Linked DNA regions of Sus scrofa: region 2 is linked to region 1. Evidence: chromatin contacts called from public HiChIP or PLAC-seq data. All regions are on one chromosome and are shown on one strand. Each heading gives the region's core, a stretch centred on a gene start, on an enhancer-like site or on the middle of the called end of the contact. The rest is flanking DNA. Distances are from core to core; before and after follow the strand shown. Region 1 holds the start of PMM1 (phosphomannomutase 1). Region 2 holds the start of TEF (thyrotroph embryonic factor).

Evidence for each region. HiChIP or PLAC-seq counts read pairs in DNA pulled down with a chosen protein or histone mark.
Region 2: a contact with region 1 is called in an H3K27ac HiChIP or PLAC-seq map of alveolar macrophages. The contact joins the promoter of TEF here to the promoter of PMM1 in region 1. A contact is called at or near these places in 1 of 47 Hi-C or Micro-C datasets (liver) and 2 of 2 datasets of contacts at active chromatin or transcription factors (alveolar macrophages and skeletal muscle).

What each region holds. Positions count from the first base shown.
Region 1 is chr5:6,962,048-6,968,176 of Sscrofa11.1, reverse strand. It overlaps PMM1 (phosphomannomutase 1), which reads right to left and starts at 3,178. Exons shown (of 8, transcript NM_001184895.1): 1 at 2,760-3,178; 2 at 281-398. The coding sequence starts at 2,846.
Region 2 is chr5:7,132,663-7,138,791 of Sscrofa11.1, reverse strand. TEF (thyrotroph embryonic factor) reads left to right here and starts at 3,621. Exons shown (of 5, transcript XM_021091460.1): 1 at 3,621-4,378. The coding sequence starts at 4,222. LOC110260634 (a long non-coding RNA gene) reads right to left here and starts at 1,613. Exons shown (of 2, transcript XR_002343884.1): 1 at 1-1,613.

The sequences.
Region 1 (6,129 bases), core at 1,929-4,428:
AAGATGAGGAAATCAAGGCTCAGGGAGAACTGAGAGCATAAACAATGGAAGGGCAGGATTCTGTCCGCTTTGTTCCTTGTTTCTCCAAAGCCCCTCAGGGTGCCTGGCACACAGTAGGTGCTCACCACATAATAGCTGACTCACCGAGGGAACTATCTGGCTGCTACTCTACTTCCTTTTCCCTGAAGCAGGGTGGGGTCCCTGAAGGCACACAGCTCCAGGGAATCTCCCAAAGTCCCACTCCCTCCACCTGAAGCTGGCTCTGGCCCACCCCTCCTACCTTCATCCCCCTCTCCCAGCTGCTCGGCAATCTTAGAGTAGTCGGAGCCGCCCACCACGCCGATCTGCACCCTACTGCGCAGCTTCTGCAGGAAGGCAGCCACCTCAGGGTCAATTTTCTGCAGGGGGACAGGAAAGCACGAGATTCTGACTGTCAGCCTGTCTGGGCCCTCCACTTAGATCTCACTCAGGGTTCAGAATCCTGGGAGCCCACATTCCACCTACATCTGAGGCAGTTCAAGGTTTAGAACCCAGATCTCAAAACTAGATGCACTTGGGTTCAAAAGCAGGCTCAAGTCCTTTAGGAGCAGGATGTCTTAAGCAAATGGCTTTGCCTTTCTTCCTGTCTGTCTGTCTGTCTTTTTAGGGCTGCACCCATAGCATATGGCAGTTCCCAGGCTAGGGGTCTAACTGGGGAGCTGCAGCTGCCAGACTACACCGCAGCCACAGCAACACCAGATCCAAGTTGCCTCTGTGACCTACACCACAGCTCTCGGCAACACCGGATCCTTAACCCACTGAGTGAGGCCAGGGATCGAACCTACATCCTCATGGATACCAGTCAGATTCGTTTCCGCTGAGCCACGATGGAAACTCCGGCTTTGCCTTTTTTTTGCCTTAGTTGTCCCACCTCTAAAATGGGGATCATAGTAGCAACTGCCTGGAGGTGGTCACTGTGAAGGCTTAAATGAGGTGGTGTTTGGAAATGAATAAGCAATTGACTAGTGACTCATCACTTGAAAAGATTCCCTGTCAAGGAAATGTGTAAACTAATGAGTTGTAAGCCGTGTTTCCAAACATTCAGTTATTCAAAGCTGACAACATCTAGAGCGGACAGAGCACAAACACTCTCAAGTTGCTGGTGAGATGGTAAACTGGTACAGCTACTTTGGAGGGTAATTTGGCAGGATCTATTAAAACTTAAAATGCAAGTACCCCGTCTATGGAATTGTGCAGGTGCATTATGGATGTTCACTGGGTAGGGTTTATAACAGGAAGAAAACTGCAGACAAATAAGCTAGTCAGTTAGAGAATGGCACACACTTGCACTGAAATTCTATACTGCAGCCACAACAGAATAAGGCAGGACTGTGCTTCCAACACGGAAGAGCCCCAAGACACGCTGTTTATTGTCAAAAGCAAGCTGCAGAAAGACACACACAGTATGATACCACTTATTAAAAACAATCAAACGCACTTTGAAAACCTCACAACTTTGGGGATGAGGCTGGGCTTGGGATCCTGACTAATCAGGGGACTTCAGCCTTCTCTGTTCTGTTTTCATTCTTTACAAGAGAACGTGTTCACGAGTACGTGTACAATTAAAAATTAACTTTTAAAAAGTGCTAAGGCCAGATCCAGCAGTGCCACTGTTCTTGTTCAGGCTGTCAGGTTAGTGGAGCTAAGGGTCAGAGGGAGGGGTGGACACTGTTCCTCAGCCCTGCTACCCTCGCTCCACTGTCTTCTTCCTTGCATCCCTGAGGACTCAGGGAGCTGCTGGAAGGTGAGGTGGCCTGATTCCTCTTGCTGGCCCAGGGCCCTCACAAAGGGGAGGGGAGACTAAGACCTGGCTGCCCATCAGCCTCTGCCAGGCAACCCACCTCTACTGGCTCCCTGCTCTAGGAGACTCCTCAGGAGGTCCTGATGGACCCAGATTGGAGGGCAAGAAAGAGCCTGCTCATCCATGAACCCACCTGGTGAGGGCGGGTCTGGGGGCTCATCCTGGGTGAGACCCGAAGGGAGAAAAACTGAGTGTGGAGCAGAGGTTGGAGCATCAACCTGGTGAGATGCTTTTAGAAGGGAAACTGCACTCCCGCCCACCCGGTACCACAAGATTCCCATGGTGACCAGACGAGCCCCTCCCTCCAAGTGGGCGAAGCCCCAAAACTCTGCCTAAATGGTACAGAAGCCCTCCTTCCCTCCAAGAGGAGGGGGATGGGCCTGGGAGGGAGGGAAAGTAGAGGAGGGGCTTGAGAAACCAGACGCGGCCCAAGTCTGCAAAGGTCGGTGGGCTGGCTCGGAGACACTCCCCCACCCCCGGCCCCCGCCCGATTGGGACTCCAACGCTTGGGAGCACTGAGCCCCTGTATGGAACCCTAGGTTCAGAAGCCAGCATCGGGCTACTGGTGCCTCTTTGGGCTGGAACTGGGGTGGGAGTCACTGCTGGGGAGGTGGGAGCGTGGAGCCAGGCCTGGCGGCGGAGGGACCAGGTCCCCGCTCACTTCCTCCCTCCAGAATCCGACCCACCCCCCCTCGCTCTCAGGCAGAACGAGGGCACGGACGCTCGGGGCCTGTGACGTGGGGAACCGGGTTCCCATCACTCCCAGAGGGCGGCCCTGGGGTGTCAGGGGCCGGGTGTGTTCCGGCATCTCACACACAGTCCCGGGGGATCTGGGGTCACGCTGCTGGAGGCCACACATTCGGCCTCCAGGTGTCCGCGTGACACTCCCAACAGGAGCTTCTGAACGTCGAGGCCCTACCTGGCGAGCCGGCGTGAGGGTACCGTCCACGTCAAACAGGCAGAGGACGCGCTCCTTCCTACGGGCGCCCTCAGCGGTGACCGCCATGGTTGCAGCTCAGCTCACGGAGCTGAGTCGAAGGATGCGGCCGCCGGAGCCGCGTGGGGAAGACGCTAGACAGGGCGGGGCCTGGGAGGGGCGGGGCCATCCGGACGGCGCCCAGAGAAGAGGGGGAGGGGCCAGGGCACGTTCTCCCGGGGTACCGGGCAGGGGTGGGGCCTGAGCTCACTCGGGAGGTTAATTCTGATGGTACCAGGCGGAGAAGGGGCGTAGCATAGGGCGGAGCAAAGCCCGGCAGGGTCCTTCGGATTTTTGCAAACCAGATGGAGGCTGGGCCTGGGCCCGGGTCTGACTTGGGTCCGGCGGGAAGTGAGGGAAAGAACCCGGAAGGGAGGGGCGGGGCCAGGGCTGGCCCTTGGCGGGGTGATTCTGATTGCAACTGGCCGAGGAGGGGCTGGACTAGGGCGGAGCCTCGAGCGGCAGTGCAGAGTCCGGGGTGGGAGTGGGGAGATCCGGGGGAGTGTGTGTGTGTAGGGGGGGGCCACCCTCCCACAACTCTCCCCGCTGCCAGTCAATCTAGGACTCGCCCGGTCACTAATGCCTTTGACCTACAAATCATGAGCTTAAAGAAATCCGCTGATGGCCTTTGCTCAGCCTCTGGGGTTTGCCAGATGACCTTCTCCGACCCTTACTCCTGCTGTCATTCTGTCCACTCCATAAAGCACAGCTAATGGTTTACCTGGACTCCTCTCTATTCACAACTATTTAACCATCACCTTGACTTTGGAGTCAGTTCTAAATAGTCTTCCCAGCTTCACCAACCACGTGAGTTTGGACAAGTCCCTTCACCTCTCTAAGACTTCTTTACCTGTTTCCCTCTGTAAAATGGGAAAAACACCACCTACTTTGTAGGGTTGCTTTGCACTTCAAAAGAAGTAATAGAAGTTCCCATTGTGGCTCAGCTGGTTTCAAAGAGACCAGTATCCAAAAGCAGGCGGGTTCCACCCTTGGCCTCGCTCCATGGATTAAGGATCTGGCGGTTGCCATGAGCTGTGGTGTAGGTCGCAGAGGCGACTTGGATCCCAAGTTGCTGTGGCTGTGGCCTAGTCCGGCAGTTGCAGCTCCTATTCAATCCCCAGTCTAGGAACTTCCATTTGCCACAGATGTGGTGCTAAAAAGAAAAAAAAGAAAAAGAAAAGAAAGAAAAGATCCCACAGAGCAGGCCCTCTCCAAAGAATGTGTATAAATGTGCTTGATACTGTTACTGATTAAACAGCTATTGCATGTCCACTCTTAAAAATGTGCAGACCCTGGAGTTCCTGTCGTGGTTCAGAGGTTAACAAACCCGACTAGTATCCGTGAGGACTCAGGTTTGACCGCTGACCTCGCTCACTGGGTTAAGGATCCGGCATTGCCTTGAGCTGTGGCATAGGTCGCAGATGCAGCTCATATCCCGCGGAGCTGTGGCTGTGGTCTAGGTCAGCAGCTGTAGCTCTGATTTGACCCCTAGCCTGGGAACCTCCATATGCCAGTGGGTGCGGCCCTAAAAAACAAACAAACAAACAAAAAATGTGCAGACCCTTTGAGCCAGCAATTCAGCTTTTAGAAAATAAGAAAAGGATGGAGTCCCCTGGTGGCTCAGTAGGTTAAGGATTCGGTGTTGTCACTGCTGTGGCTCTGGTCACTGGCCTGGGAGCTTCAGCATGCAAGGCCAAAAAAAAAAAGAAAAAGAAAAAAAGAAAAAAAATTGGGGATCAGTTAAATTATGATCCATCAGTAAGATGAATTGCTGTGAGGACTTGGAAATCTGTGTTGTTAGGAGTTCCCGTTGCGGCTCATAGGTAACAAACCCAACTAGTATCCATGAAGACACAGGTTCAATTCCTGGCCTTGTTCAGTGGGTTAAGGATCCAGCATTGCCACGAACTTTGGTGTAGTTCACAGATTTGGCTAGGATCTGGCATTGCTGTGGCTGTGGCATAGGCCAGCGGCTACAGCTCCAATTTGACCCCTGACCTGGGAATTTCCATATGCCACAGGTGCGGCTCTAAAAAGCAGAAAAAAGGAAAGCAAAAAAAAAAACACCTATGTTGTAGAATATTTAACATGGAAAAAGCATAATCCTGGAGTGTCCCTAAAAAGCAACAACAACAAAAAAATTTTTTTACTTAAAAAAAAAAAGATCATAATCCTACTTTTCTTTTTTTTTCTTTTCTTTCTTTCTTTCTTTTTTTTTTTTTTTTTGCCTCTTCTAGGGCTGCTCCCACGGCATAAGGAGGTTCCCAGGCTAGGGGTTGAATCGGAACTACAGCTGCCAACCTGCACCACAGCCACAGCAACGCAGGATCCGAGCCGCGTCTGCGACCTACACCACAGCTCATGGCAACACCGGATCCTCGACCCACTGAGCAAGGCCAGGAATTGAACCCGCAACCTCATGGTTCCTAGTTGGATTCATTAACCACTGCGCCATGATGGGAACTCCAATCCTACTTTTCTAATGGAAAAAATAGCAGGCTCTCCCTGGATGTTGGTATTATGCTGCATTTGCTATAGCTTTCTCCCCTCAAAGATTGTCTGTTTCTTCTACCAGAAGCCAGAGACAAAGGCCCACCTCTACTTCCCTCTCTACTCCCAGGGGTTGCCCTCCAGTTTGCCAGTGTGCCTGGGTAAGCAGGCATTTTTGCCACATCCACCATCCTTACCCTGATGCCTCTGATCAACTCTGGCCGTTCTGATCCTACAGAGACACATACATCCACGTACCTATGAGTGAGTGGCAATGTTGTGCATCATGCTTTTTGGTTGGCTTGTTTGTTTTTCCATCTCAGTTGCCATGGTACCCTGGGAGATCACTGGAGGCAGAATGGAGGACAGTTATGTCCCTGATAACTACGGACTTGGACAGGTTGCCTTCCTTTGCATCTTCATTTATATAAAAGATTGAATCCCTATCTAGTAAGACTATGAGATCATTGTGGAACGTGAATGTTGCCTGGCATTCCAGTTCTAGAAGAATGGCACCATCTACCCCTGCAGCCCACCCCCATGGTGGGCCCTGAGGGAAATTCAGGATAGAGAAAAACAGGAAATATTCTATGCATTGGAGATTGGCAGAGTTTTTGTTTGTTTGTTTGTTTTTTGCTTTTCAGGGCCGCATTGGCGGCATATGGAGGTTCCCAGGCTAGGGGTTGAATCAGAGCTACAGCTGCCAACCTGTACCACAGCCACAGCAACGCAGGATCCAAGCTGCGTCTGTGACCTACACCACAGCTTACAACAATATGGGATCCATAGCCCACGAGCAAGGCCAGGGATTGAACCTGCAACC
Region 2 (6,129 bases), core at 2,372-4,871, 170 kb before region 1:
TTTGCATATGCTCAGTCAAATTAAATTATTTATTTGGGTTGGTTAGCAACTTTCTGAAACACAAGAGTAGAATTTAAAGCAGGTCCAGGAGTTCCCGTCATGGCTCAGCAGTTCATGAACCCGACTAGGATCCACGAGGATGTGGGTTCGATCCCTGGCCTCGCTCAGTGGGTTAAGTATCCAGCATTGCTGTGAGCTGTGGTGTAGGTCGCAGATATGGCTCGGATCCTGTGTTGCTGTGGCTGTGGTGTAGGCCAGCAACAGTAGCTCCGATCCAACCCCTAGCCTGGGAATCTCCATATGCTGCAGGTGTGGCCCTAAAATAGCAAAAAATAAAATGAAATTAAAAAAAAAAAAGCAGGTCCAGCTCTGGAAAATGGACATTTCACATCCCTTCTCTCTGTAGCTTAGACTCTGGAACCCACTCCCAGCCTTGTTCCCTATCCCCAAATAATTCTCCTCCTGACCTGGCACAACCTAAGAGCAGAGGAAAGGTGGAGGTCTGGAGGTCCCGCCGTGGCTCAGTGGAAACGAATCTGACTAGGATCCACGAGGACGCAGGTTCGATCACTGGCCTCGCTCAGTGGGTTAAGGATCTGGTGTTGCTCTGAGCTTGAGCTGTGGTGTAGGTCGCAGTCGCAGCTTGGATCTGGTGTTGCTATGGCTGTGTTGTAGGCTGGCAGCTGTAGCTCCGATGTGACCCCTCCATATGCCACAGGTGCGGCCCTAAAAAGACCAAAAAATAAAAATAAATAAGAAAGGTGGAGGTCCACCCTCTCCACTCCATAGACTGTTCAGGCTGGCACTTGACACTGCTCCCCACACATCAGCTCATCACCACTCTGTGAGGGAAGCATATCCATTTCTGTTTCCAAGAGAAAAACAACTGAGGTGTAGGCAGCAGAAGTCACTTGCCCAAGGCCAGGTGGCTGGTCAGCCGCCGAGGGGAGACTCTACCCATGCCCACCCAGGCGCCGCTGCCCCAGGACCACGCCTCCCTCAAGAAGCTGCTGCACTGATTGAAACCCTATTTCTACAGAATTCCAAGGTGCCATTTCACAGCTCTAGTCTTCACCATGTAATAACATGTTCTTCCTATAGACTTTAATTCTTTGTTGGGCTCACAAACACTACAGACCTTAGCTAATTCTCACAACATGCATTCCTCCACTAAGAGAAGGGGCAAGGCCACGCTGTTAGTCCCACTTTTACGGAGAGGCGGCAGAGCCAGGGAGAGCCAGGGAGAGGATGCTGCGGCTGGAGAATGAGAAAAAAACATAATGGCTCCCGCCCCCAGGATGGTGCTGTTGAAAGCTGCCAGGCGGCAGGGTAGCGCGCCTCCCAGCTTGCAAGTAAGCACGAGAGAGAACATGTTTATAAAGTTCCCGCGGTGTTTGTGACACGCCTTTTACCGTGGTTATCCAAGGGGAAAAAAAAAAAAAACCTCTTTCGGGAATGTAGTACATGAACAGAGAACCGAATCGAAACTAATTTTTAAAGCCCTAACCAGCTCACCGAGCTCCTCCCCTGTGCTACTTGCCTCTTAGATTAGTTGCTCCAGGCTAGGTTTTAAGTCGGGTAGCACTGGATAACTGCAGCTTAAAAAAAAAAAAAAAAAATCTAAACTTTTACTACATCTCATTACATACCACCTGTCACAAACAAATGTAACTTTCCACTGTTATGTTGCTATAAATCCTCTTCTCATACCTTGAGAAATTTTTTCCCTTCAATGTCACATTGGGAATTCCCATGGTGGCTCAGGGGAAAGAATCCAACTAGGAACCATAAGGTTGCCTGTTCAATCCTTGGCCTCGCTCAGTGTGTTAAGGATCCAGTGTTGCCGTGAGCTGTGGTGTAGGTCGCAGCTGCGGTTCGAATCTGATGTTGCTGCTGTAGCTCTGATTCGACCCTAGCTTGGGAACCTCCATAAGCCACGGGTGCGGCCCTAAAAGGCAAAAAATAATAAAATAATGTCACATTAGCCATGAAAATGTACGTTTAGCCCTAATCCAGCAAGTCTCTCCACAACCAAACTAGTTATTTTTAAAGCTTCCAACATTGTTTTAATCAGTTTCCTTGGACTGCCCTCTGAAATTTATTTCTAAAAACCTCTAGGTCAGTTTATTCTAGAGATGTCTTAGTTTAGCCACATACAGAATTCCCGCTAACAACAACTGAGTTCTGTGCACAATTTAGTACTTTCGCTCAACAGGGAGTGACATGGGCACCAACCTGCCTGTAGGATAACGGATACACCAAGCCATGAACTTGTACCCATGGGTGTTAGTAAAGCTATGGTCATTACCATTTGTTGCATTTACACTAACTGGCTAACGGAAGCCTGGGAAGGTAAATCCTGCCCTATCTCCATCTGACATAAACCAAGGAGGCCTGGAGAGATGAAGCAATTGGTGGGAGGTATCAGATTCAGAAAATAACTGACATCTAATGAGCATGGCCGGGAGACCTTGATTTCTGGAGTCAGATGCCACCACCCTGGCTTGACCATCACCCAGAGTTTCTTCAAACCTCTTGCTTTCCAGGCCTGCTCAGGGGCCCAAGCGCTTTTTTCCTCCTCAGTGCCCAGCAAAGTTCTCATTATACCAGCCTGACCACTTTCAGCTAGCTGGGTGTTGCTGTCAGCACCTACCCCGTGAACCAAGGACTGGGCTCTGCCATTCCCCAGCCCGGCTACTGGAAGGCGCGAGTCACAGGCAGGATACAGGATAAACAAGCCAAAGTCCCTGCCCTGTCAGGCACGGAGAGTCTACACTGAGTTCAAGGCAGAGTATGAATTGTGCTATCAAGAGGTACAAAGTCCTGGTGCCGCTAGGAGCAGCTTCCTGAAAGGTCCCCACATCTGTGGACCCCGCTCACGTTCTCCATTTTCCCGGTTTCCTGAGGAACTCCCAGGAAGTATTTATATTTTGAGAGGCGGTGGTTCTCCCACGAGGTGTGTACTCTGTAGATTGAGTGAAGGAGTTTTATTTTTTTCCCTGTAGAAAAAGCCAAGGTCCTCAAGAGAAACAGGCTTTCAGAGCCGTTTAGGACTTTAGAGATTATCTAGCCCAACCCCGAAATTTTATGGGCGAGAAAAGAGGCTCCGGGAAGCAACTGGACTTTCCCAAGGTCACAAGCTAGTAAGTTGGGAGGACAGAAGCGTGCACTCCGGCTCCGGCTCAGGGCCGCGCCCTTCCTCTCCACCACCCCGCCCCGACCTCAAGAATGCTCCTCCACGCTCGTGTTTATTTGGCCGCCACGCCCGCGCCAGAAACCCGGGATCCGCGGGGAACCTGACACCCGCTTCAGCGGCAGCCAAGCCTGTTCCGGCTGTCCCTACGATGGGCAGGCCGCCGTCCCCGGCCCTGCCCTCAGCCAACCTCCGGGTCGGCGGGGTAAGGGCTGGGCTCTGCGTCCAGGTCCCACGACCCTGGACAGAGTCCCCGCAACCAAAAGAACCGGCCCTCCCCTCCCCGCCGCAACCCCGCACGTGCTGTGCCTCGTGCACCGCCCCGGGTCCCGCCCCCGCCCTCCATTGGCTGTTTCGCGCCCTCCACCTCTTTCCCCTCCCCCTGCAACTGGACTCGGCTGTGGCTCCACGTGACCCGCGGAGTTGGGGACGGCCGCGTGGCCCCGGGGGGCTCTCTGATAGGCTCCCCCCGCCGGCATGGCCGCTCCCAGCTCCGCCTCCCTTCAGTGGCGCGTCCGGAAAGTGGAGAGGTTGGGGTGCGAGGGGAGAGCGGTAACGGTGGTCCGAGAGGAGGAGGGGTATTATGAGCAGGGAGGCGAAGGTGAAACCTTGGGTAGAGGGGAAGGGGCTGTAGCCGAAAAGGGCCTAAGACCCTGACTCTACCAGGCGCCAATCAGGTGACACAGAGGCAGATGGGGCGGGGCCTTCGGCCCTTCTCCTCACCTGGCCCCGCACGTGTCTCGTTTATCCGGGCGGCCTAACCAATCACGGCCGGGACGGCTGTGCCTGCCCCCCTCTCAAGGCGGACCAATCCAAGGCCGCCATCCGGGGAAGCTGGCCTGGACTCATAAATAATTAATATGCCAGAGCCAGTCCGCAGGCGGGGTAGGGATGGAGGGAGGCGGGGGTGCCCCCGGGAGCCTGCGCAGTAGCCGCCCGTGTCGGCAGCTGCGGCGGGTCGCACGGCTCCGTCCCATCTCGGGGGGCGGGCGGGGGAGGCGAGGCGCGCGAGCAGAGCGCGGGGCACGATGTCCGACGCGGGCGGCGGAAAGAAGCCGCCTGTAGAGCCGCAGGCGGGGCCGGGCCCGGGGCCGGGGCGCGCAGCTGGGGAAAGGGGCCTGCCAGGCTCCTTCCCGCTGGTCCTGAAGAAGCTGATGGAGAACCCCCCGCGCGGGGCGCGCCTCGGTGAGGGGGGGGAGGGTCCGCGCGCGCCTGGGGGCGGGGTTTCTGCAAGGGCGGGGCTATGTGAGGGCGGGGCCGGGGAGGTCGGAGGTCAGGGTGAAGTGGTCCAGCAGAGGGGGATGGGACCAGGGATGACAAGGGCCCTGGAGGGCGAGACAGAGGGATTGGGAAGAGAAGGTCAGGGGCGAGTTGAGCGAGGCTGGGTCAGATAGGGGTTGGCGGGGAGGGGTCAGGAGGGAGAGGGTAGGGTGGGAGTCGGGGTGAGGAGGTTCCTTTGGGCGGCCTCGAGTGTATGCAACGCGTAGGGGTTACTGAGGAGGCTGATGGGGGTCGCAGCAGCCACTTAAATGACGCTCGAGGGCGCCTTCTCTGGAACGCCTGAATCAGGATCACTTGGGATGCTTGTTTAGAATGCCGATTCCTGGGCCTCACCTTTCACCCACTGAATCTGCGGCTCCTGGGACAGGAATCTGCATTTTTAGGAACACCCCACCCCACCTCTGTGATTCCAAAGTCCACTGAAGTTTGAGATACCCTGATAGACAGTAGCGAATTGTCTTTATATATGGGCTTTCTCTCTGGGGATGAGGACCTGTCTTCTTCCCCTCCAGTGAGTATTCCCAGTTACTAGGTAGGTACTCGCTGGAGGTTTTCTGGAAATGAATTTCAGGGCTGCTGCTGAGGTGGGGGAGGAGTGTCAGGAGAAGGGATGGGAGGGCCTTCTGAGGGGGGATTGACATGAGTCAGGTAGAGGGATGAGGGTCAGACTGAAGCTACTGAGGCCCTTCACCTGGTTGTTTGGGGCTGACCCTAGCCTTTGGGGCCACAGTGGCAGGGCTGGGCTTTGTCTTGGTTCCTAGGCCACAGAGGTCCCTGGGGCCTACCTGGAAAGCAGGTTTGGCCTTGTTTTTTGGCCTGGGAACATGAGGTTCAGGGAGTGGCAGGAGTGCCACCTATAGTGGAGTTTTAGATGCACTGAGGGATGCTTTCAGTCTCAAAGATTTGAATTTCCGAGAACCATTGGTGTAGTTCATGGATGTGGGAAGGAATGGGCCTTCTGTGAATACCAGCCTTGGGGAATTAATTGTCTTTTTAAACATGCCATTTCTCTTCCTTTCCTGGCTGTGTTCTGAGGCTCCCATCCCTATGGCTGTCACTGTTGGGTTATATATAGCTTCAGCACATCAGGTGAGGCCAGGCTCTCTCCTCCTGCTTCAGACCTCATATGCACAGACCCTTTTGTTTGTTTTTAAGGCAAAATTTTGTTCCAGGATCTGAGGCTGAGACAAGCTACCAGGACAGGTGTACACATCCGTCGGGGTTCTTGTTTGAGATTACCAAATAATAACCATCTATAACAATAATTCTACCTCACATTTGCAGAATACTCACAGAGCACTTTGATATAGTCTTATTTAGTCTTCCACAGCCATCTTATAGGGTATTACCCCACTTCTCAGATGAGGAAAGCTGAGGCTCAAAGAGGTGAGGCTATTTCCTTAAGGTCACATAGCTAGGCCTTATGTGCTCTTTACTCTGTCACTGGCAGCCACTGTCCTTGTGACCCGAGTGATGGGCCTAGTCCTTTATCATCCTTTACGATGAAAACTCCATCTTATGGGGAGTTCTTGTTGTGGCTCAGTGGTAGTGAACCTGACTGGAATCACTCGGGTTTGATCCCTGGCCCTGCTCAGTGGAGTAAGGATCGGGCGTTGCTGTGAGCTGTGGTGTAGGTCACAGATGAGGCCCGGATC